Linked DNA regions of Aedes albopictus: region 1 is linked to region 2. A link is a contact called in public Hi-C data. All regions are on one chromosome and are shown on one strand. Each heading gives the region's core, a stretch centred on a gene start, on an enhancer-like site or on the middle of the called end of the contact. The rest is flanking DNA. Distances are from core to core; before and after follow the strand shown. Region 1 holds the start of LOC109403729 (T-complex protein 1 subunit eta). Region 2 holds the start of LOC109403735 (beta-catenin-like protein 1).

Evidence for each region. Hi-C and Micro-C count contacts between places; a contact is called where the count stands out from the background.
Region 1: a Hi-C map of whole pupa shows a contact between it and region 2, with 3 times the contacts expected there. The contact joins the promoter of LOC109403729 here to the promoter of LOC109403735 in region 2. A contact is called at or near these places in 2 of 3 Hi-C or Micro-C datasets (embryo and whole pupa).

What each region holds. Positions count from the first base shown.
Region 1 is chr3:176,245,647-176,249,996 of AalbF5, reverse strand. LOC109403729 (T-complex protein 1 subunit eta) reads left to right here and starts at 2,473. Exons shown (of 5, transcript XM_062843057.1): 1 at 2,473-2,631; 2 at 3,609-3,707. The coding sequence starts at 2,629.
Region 2 is chr3:176,113,601-176,118,135 of AalbF5, reverse strand. LOC109403735 (beta-catenin-like protein 1) reads right to left here and starts at 2,850. Exons shown (of 4, transcript XM_019676604.3): 1 at 2,692-2,850; 2 at 1,740-2,627; 3 at 1,114-1,620. The coding sequence starts at 2,721. It overlaps LOC134284284 (a long non-coding RNA gene), which reads left to right and starts at 2,873. Exons shown (of 2, transcript XR_009995730.1): 1 at 2,873-3,526; 2 at 3,591-3,969.

The sequences.
Region 1 (4,350 bases), core at 1,224-3,723, 130 kb before region 2:
GAATAAAAGTCGCATAAACTCACCTCATAACATATGGTTAGCTTTCATATTTGAGCAACGCACTCACACCTGCATGTTTCACTGTGCACAACATTTGCTCAACAGTTTGGCAAATTGTAACGCTCATTAGTAGTAGTGAGCGGCATAGCATAATTGACAACAAACCGCACTTCTTTCTTATCAAGCAGCAGCAGGCGACTAGTTTAAAGAAAATAATATCTTCAAAATTTGGCCTAATCAGCTCCAAGTTAGAAGGAATCTTCGTGAAAGCGTGAAGATTTGTCGGAGCGATAAACTGGATCACAAGGTAAGTTAGTTTTGAAACTGTTGAAGTTCGTCTTACTGAAATACTCTCGTACTCCGTTACAGCTTACGTCCTCGAAGGAAAATGCCACACGTCGGCTGGAGGACATCACTCAAAATGTGCTGCAGACGTACCAGCAGGTTACAAGATCTTGCGATTAGAAATCTGCTCCCACCGCAGGAAGTTTTAATCGCCGCTACCGGGTATACGATGGGTAACCCCGCGAATCGAGGAATTTCAGCAGCCCTCGGAATGGCCCGAGATGCTTCTCCTTCAATGCAGGTTGCGCTACTCGATATGATGGGAGGCGTAAGACCTCCTCGTAAGGTAAACCATCTTTTCCATCCATATAATGATAAATATTAATTGAATAAAGAAAAATATTCGGTGAACGCACAACAGCCTTTTTATTTTTAAACGGTTCAAATGCACAAGACCTGTATATCAAAAGCTTAAAAAACCATGGAAAACCATAAATCAATAATAACACATACAGTGTTCGTTTTTCTTCCAAATTTATTGTAAAACTGCTCTCTAACCATTTTCTATGCAGTGAATTGTCTGAAAAACTGGATAATATATTGACCGTATTCTTTACTGTATTGCGAAAAATTTGTTCGGGAAAACGAGCGATTTTTTATGGTATCCAATCTTAACCGCCTATTCCATATTCTGTAAATTGGCGGATAACCATTTGTCAAACTAGCAAATCTGTACCTGGAATGGTTAGCTTACTGTTATCTCCAATAGTTTGAGAAATGGTTAAATGACAATTGCTAATGGTCATCTACAGTATCAGAAACATTGCATTTACAGTTTGTGATTATGCGGGTATGCTTCCAGTTCAAAACCGAATTAGCGACATTTTTTCTTCGACTTCCGCTGCTTTTGCCAACACAAAAACACAATGTCGGAAGTGGGGCGCTGTATTGTACACCTGGTGCACAGCGCCCCACTTCCGACATTGTGTTTAACGCAAGGCAAAAGCAGCGGAAGTCAAAGAAAAAATGTCGCTAATTCGGTTTTGAACTGGAAACATAATAATGTGGGGGAAAGTTTCCAAAAAGTGTTCGGAACTTCGGCCGGAACGAGGGCCGGAAAGTTTCATTATTCATTACGAAATTTACCATGAACATAATGCAACAGTGAATAATTAAAAATTGAGCTGGAAATTATGATCCAAAATGAAGGAGGCGAAGTCGACAGTTGATGCTGGTATGGAATCGGCAACCAGATTTTATGCAGTGGGGGAAGAAAAACAGAAGCAGTGTACAAAGTAAATGGTGCGATAGGTGATTTAGTGATTATGGAACGTATTTGTACTGGGTAAGTCAAAATCATAATTGCTCCGTGTTCGGATTTTCTATGCTGGTTATTATGGCCAAGTATCGTTTTTGCTTCTGTTTGACGTTTGCTCACTACCGCCATCTAGTGGCGGTCCGGCCAAACACAGTACGTTTAGCATTGGGCGATTACGTTTTCGTGACGATGTTTTTTTAATGAAACTTGTTCTAAGTGTTACGTCTGTTTCTCTGTGCTACAACTATACAACTTTAAAATGATCGTTAAAAGCATGGTCGATGGAAATTTCGCAAGTGTTACGTCTGTTTGTCTGTGGTTGAATGTTCATTGGTTGGGGCAAAACCCAAGAAAAAAGCACTGTCAATGTCAAAATAAATCTCAAAACGAGTTTGACGTCTGACCGCCGTCGCATCACAGCTCCTGTATACAGAACGTTTGCGCAAGTACGTGAGTGTTTTTGACATATTTCTCGTCACTTGCGTGTGTCTAGAGCATTTTGATCAGTTGTCAGTTGCCCCAAACGAACGAACACGATTCGCTAATCGGGGCGCAGTCGTGACCCAACCAGCGAATCCAGACTGTACCCATTTTCAAGTTGGGCCGCCCAACTTGAAAATGGGTATTTTTAAATGGGGCCTCTTGAAGAGCGACAGAGATAGCAATGAAAAAATGGGTATTCTGACGCGAGCGTGTAGAGTAGTTTTCAACGAGCGTGTTCGATATAATCAATTTTGGGTAAAATGGACAGAAAAAAATAGGTCTTTTGAATTTTTTGTGTACATCCACTTTTGGGTAATGTAAATCACTCAAAATAGGTAGTTTTGGTTTTGCGTGTATAGTGAATGTTTTGACATTTAAATTTTCGATATTTTCGTCGATATTTTCCAGCTGTCAAAGTCGCTCGTCGGTCTTTTCGTTCATGTGTGCTTCTAGCATCAGCATTTTGTAAAATCTGTAATTCGCTGCTAAACAGTTAGAATATTGCTTAAAACAAGTGAATTTACTCAGAAACTAATCACAAAATGGTAGGTTTTCTAATTATTGCAAGATTTCCCAAAAATATTTTGAATTCTGTTCGATTTTGCAAGTGAAAAATATGCGAATAGTGTTCACACGGAAACATGCTGTCCGTCGTTCCCGTTGTTCCGCTGTGTGACCAAATGTTTCTTCAAATTAATTTTGTAGGGTATTTTAACCAATAGTGGACCCCTTAGTAGCTGAAAATTGTTCTGATCATTAAAACAGTATGATATTCCAATTAAATTGCCCCTGTCAACGTTTGCACAGCAAGTTCTATGTCTTTCCTGCACATTGCACACAAAAACCTTACCAAACCACCCTATATTTCCCATAAAATAATCATTTCAAATCTGGCTCAAATTATCCTATAGTGGTCCCCCCGGGGTCCACTATAGGATTGTTGGGGTCCACTATAGGATAAATCGTATTCTCTTACCATGTTAAAACGGAGACAATAGTGGACCCCCTTGGATTTAACCAATAGTGGTCCCCCAGATTTGTTTACATTTACAAATTTGTTCAAAAAATCAAATTATTGCTTTCCAGCGTAGCTCCACCACTTGTAACTACTGGCTAGGAACATGATCCATTGTCTCCCGGTGGAAGTTCACCGGTAAAAACAGATTTAAGCAGTAAAATTAGGAAACATATAAGGGGGTCCACTATAGGTAAGGGGTCCACTATTGGCTAAAATACCCTATTATAAATTTCTCCTTGCGTTACGAATTGTTTTCATATAATAAAAAAAATTGTGTTTATATCTCAGAATTGTGAATCAGAGTACCAAAATTCTCGCTTTTCAATATTTCTAAACAGAATATTCCGGAAAAATTGAAATGGTGTGGGCGCACCTACACTACTACACCACAACTTCATGTATTTTACGCAAAAAAAAAAAAAAAAATGATTCACCGCTGGTGCTTTTTAAACCGGCAACTTCGTGGTTGTCAATGATTTTAATTTCCGTTTCTATACTTTTTAGCAACCACAAATTGTTCTGTTGAAGGAAGGCACTGACACCTCTCAGGGAAAGCCTCAGCTGATATCCAACATCAACGCCTGCCAATCGATCGTAGATGCTGTAAGTACCTTTCGTGAATTAATATATCATTGTTGTATATATACCCAAGTATATAGTGATTTACTTAGGACACTACCCGTAATTGGGTGCGGTACCATTTGGGCAGGAAAAGGGTCCTATTTTATGCCCTTTCCGCTTATAACTAGATACGTTTTATGCCAATTTACTGGCTCTAAATGTGCCGTGGCTCCCGACCAAATAGTTCGGCGCTCTACATATGTTTTGATATAAAACGATGGGGAATTTAGAAGCTAATTCTTACTTTAATTTTATTATTGTTAGCACTAAGTTGCTGTCGGAAGTAACTTCATTGACTTCCGCTGCATTTCCTATGCGTTAAACATAACGTCGGAAGTAGTGTGCTGTATAGAGCATCAGATTTATTATACAGCGCACTACTTCCGACGTTATGTTTAACGCATAGGAAAGCCAGCGGAAGTCAATGAAGTTACTTCCGACACCAATTTGGTGCTAAATCCACAATAACACTTACATATAGACCTAGTACTCTTACTCTTACTTAGTAGTCAGATTTTTTTTTTGTACAATCAGCTTATGGCGTAATTTACAAGATGGACATTTCTATTTCCATCGCACTGATATGGATGAAAAATAATCGTTTATGCGCTACAATAAGTGAGCA
Region 2 (4,535 bases), core at 1,601-4,100:
AAAACTCGCCAAGTCTACCATTAGGTCTAGGGTACTTAAAATGCATTTTATTATTGAAAGAAAAAATGCTTGAAGATTCACAGAACTTTAAAAATAAATAAATTTATGGACAATTATAAAACTTCAAAATTTCTTAAATAAAAAAGTTTGCCAAATTTGTAAAAAAATATAAATATTGATTTTATCGAATTTGTTGTCACTGTCACTGGTAATTGGTTATTTCTCTGTTTTCGTGCAAGAAGGACGAAATTTAAAATAGAGGTTTCCAGAATAAACACGAAATTGACATACAATTTTTTGCACAATTGTTTTACGATAGTGATGTAAGTAAAAATGTATCACGAAGCGTTTGTGACAGCGTGATGACGGAGAGATTGAAGCAATGGTTCAAAAAGGTCCTTGAAATATTTACTTTGTATTGCAAGCTGGACCTCAGTTCCGCTTGATCGAAAACTAAGCTATCATCAAATCATCAAAAGACCAAAAAAAAATCAGAATCTAGACGAAAATATGCAGAACCTCTGAAATATTAAAATTTGATGAAAATTTCGAAGTTTCATGAGGATATCAGAAATTACATTCGTGAAACATCCCTAGATTTTGAAATAATTTTTATAACAAATTTTGACCGAGGAAAAGCCCCTTTGAGTGATTTTTTTAGAAGTCTTCATAAAAAGGCATGAGTGTCAGGTGACCAATTATTACAAAACAAAAATAGGATAAAAGATGTTTCGTGTTTTGAATAGTAAAAGATTGTTCTTTTTGTTTTGGCTCAAAAGCCTGCGGCGCACCTGAGAAATGTTCACGGCGCACAGTTTGGGAAGCACTGCTCTAAAGATAGTCAAAAGATCAGTTTGATCGGTTGCAAGACAGCTGGGATATTGACAGTGCCTAATAAGAGACTCGACTGTAGTAATATCTTTTTGAATTTTGTAAGATTGCATCTCAATAAATAACCATAACAGACACAGATTGCTACATAAAAATGATAAGTTTAAGTAAGAACATACGATAGTTTGATAATAGTTTTTGATTATATACACATGCTATCACTATGGAGTGTATATTTTTTTTCTTCTGTCGGTCCAAGTAAAATATCAAAAGTATACTTACAACTTGTTGATCAATCTCGCGGTCCACAATTTCGACCTTATCCAGGTACTTGAAATGAAGTTCCATCAGCCTTTCAACCTTTTCGAAATTGTTTTCGGTGAATTTTGTCAGCATCCGCTGTCTTTGTCCGCCTTTGCAATTGCGTAACATTGATGCTACAATAGACACCACGTGTTCTTCGTGTTCGTCAGTGCTCAAAAGTCGTTTCTTATTGCGTTTTGGCGTCTTCATGAAGAGTGGGAAAATAGTTCGCAAGCCAAGGATGTCTACGAACTTGTTGCAATTGTCGCGACCATCTGGTCCGGACATGGCATGATCAAGCACTTTGAGCGATCCGTTACGCGAGAGCTTCTTTTCACGCAGCATCAGGTTCATCAATTGAAGTCCTTCGCCTTTAAGAAATTTGTCACGGTTTTCGGATGCCATCAGGGCGGAGCATAGACTGTTGAACAGATTTTCCATGAACTCTTGTTCTTCAGTAGAAGACGGATCATGTCTTTTGTAGGCCTAAAAAAACGGTTTTGCTATTATTGTTTAATGTTACGGAGCTACGTATCTTAAAATAAGATAAAGCGAAAGCGATCAAAAAAAGTCATCAACTGATTCATTTTTATACTCATACTTACTGCCAATTGCTGTAGAAGAACATCAATTCCATCCAAATTGCCCAGCAGAATTCTGTTTTCGTTGGTATCCTGTAGTAGAATAGATAAGATTTCGCTGCAATAGAGCTTGTTGGCATCGAACGGCATCTTCATTCGCAGCCGTTTCAAGATCCACTGCATCAAACCCTGTTCGGCTATTTCCTTGGCGATTTCAGATTTGATCTCCATCAAATTCTCAAAAATGGCCAACGTGTTATGCACACCATCTGCTTCCTCTTTAACTGTCTCATCCAATCTTTCCAAGTTTTGAACCAGTAGACCGGCAGCCTGCTGATTCCTCAATGCCTCGATAAGGGTTTCGGCACCATCCAGACTTTCGTGTAAAATATCGACATCCGTTAATTCTTGGATCAAATCAACAACTGCGACACTTATGTCTGTGTTCTGGTGTGATAACAGTTCCAATAAGCTAGAAACGCCATTCAATTCGACTAGCAGTGGATACAAGTCCGGAACCGTGGCCACCGAATGAAGCTCTTGCAGCACATCATTCAACTCGATTTCACTTTCCATAAATTTTTCCGGGTTTTCGGGAAACTTAATTCGCATCTCTTGATTTTTCAGCACTCGTTTTTCGAACAGCAGCAGAATCTTTTTCAGGCTGGCCTCGTCCAATACTTCCCCTTCGGCTTCCTCCGATTCAACGTACTTGAGAATGTCAAGCCGTTCTTGCTCACTGATTTGGGGTTCTTTTTGGGCCACTTGCGGATTTGCTGCCCGTACATTTGATGCTGCGCCATCTCGTCTCACTTTTGGTGGCGGTTCTGCTCTGGCGACCGGTCTAGGATCCGATGAATCTTCGTCGTCATCTTCATCAAAATCGGACGGTCGCTTCGGTGTTTGCTCTGGCTGAAAGTATAGAGGGATTTTCATGATAGGTTTTCAACTATAGCACTCAGTATTTTCTAATTACTTTAAATGAAAGAAGCTCTCCTATATCCATGATTTAGGAAATCGTGAAAAAATACTTTTTTATCTTAATCGAACTGCACAGCACGCACAACGAAGGATGTAAACAAAATTGTTTTGACATTAGGCAAACAGACAGGCAACCCGGAAAACTACACATTATTTTTAATACATCCCATGGCACACAGAAACTACTCCTCACCGGCAAAACACGCTTGATCGGAAATACTCATTAATGGGTGAAAAGTACACTGAGAAAAAAATTATAGTAAAATTAATAATTCAACCATGTTCAATATTACCATGCCTAAAAATAGTTATGATGAACATATTTTCAGTGATGATTACTATGTTTTACTTGCAATTACCATGCCTTGAAAATCATGCGCATAGTAATCAATACCATCAAACGTGGTTATCCTTATAATGATGTTCGTGATTCTCAGAACCATGGTCATGTTTTCTAGTAATATTCTCATGTTTAGTTTTACCGTCTCCGAAAGTTTTTCTAATTCTTAACGATTTCCGCAGACATTTTTGTTCAATAAATTGTTTGCGACGTAGTTTGTAATGCAGACGTAGCTTGTTTGGTAAATTACTGGTGAGTATTTTCATCGATTCATGTTCTTAGCGTTCAATAACAAAGTCAATCTATATCTGCCAGGAACCGCAGTAACTCGACCTAGTAGGTTACCGGATTCAAAGCCTTCAGGAATTCCGAAAGACAATCCTTAGGCTTCTTCGCCACCTTTGCCTTTCCGAGACGGACATCAAAGAGATGCTCTGGCTTGGTTCCAAGGAGAAGAAGGATGAGAACGTGCAGAAGAGGGGGACGGAAAGTTAGTCAAGTTGTTTTTCTGGAAATTCTGCTACATCCCTCACTACATTTTCAATCATCAACAGGTTTCATAAAACAGCTCGATTCCATAGGATCCACCTCCGGAACCCCCTTTGTATGTATGTTCAATTGTTCCAAATGCACCGCGGATGGACTTCGGCGTAATGTTCACTTCTACTTGAGTTCCTTCTACGCAGGTTCATCAGTTCGCGCCACCCGAACCCCTGAACCAAGCATGAAGCTGACCAATTCCTCCATCAGCAGCTAAAATTCCCAAACGACGTCGTTTTAATGCAAATGGACATTCCCCAGAACATTCAACCGAACCATCTTTCACCAAATCAAGCCGCCAGGATGGAATCGCACAAGTTTAGGATATTTATTTATTTAATCAAGAAACAATTGTGTTAATTTATTTATCTAAATAGACAGCAATACATTTAATTGTTTTTTTTTTGCACTTTTTTGAATGTAAACAACAAAGACGACACTACTATTCCACCACATACATTGTAAGTAGAACCAAAATGCCATAGTTAACCGTACTATACCGATTCTCTCGCACATAGTAAAATGAACTATGTAGAGAGGTTCAAAGCTACCATAAAATATAAATAAAAAGCAACATGGTAAATTGAACCCAGCACATGGTAGTTTCAAAAATAAATTATGGTCTACCAAAATCAAGTGGTAAAAATGTTTTAATTTCAACCTCGATTTGGTCGGCGTTACCATGCCAGTTTTTTCAGTGTACCCATTTCGTGTACACTGAAAGACGGCTTGCGGTAATTGATTGATGCACCAAGCGAAAAGAAGAAGTTTTGACATCCAAGCGGTGTGTCGTCGATTAGATCCTCGTCGCTGATTGGTCGATGGATGTAAACGGCACACCGCTTGGATGTCAAAACCATCAAAACTCTCTTCTTACCGCTTGGTGCATCAATCAATGACCACCATTAAAATGTTTTCAAAATTATAGATACCCGCTCAAAAATTTCAACTAGAAATCT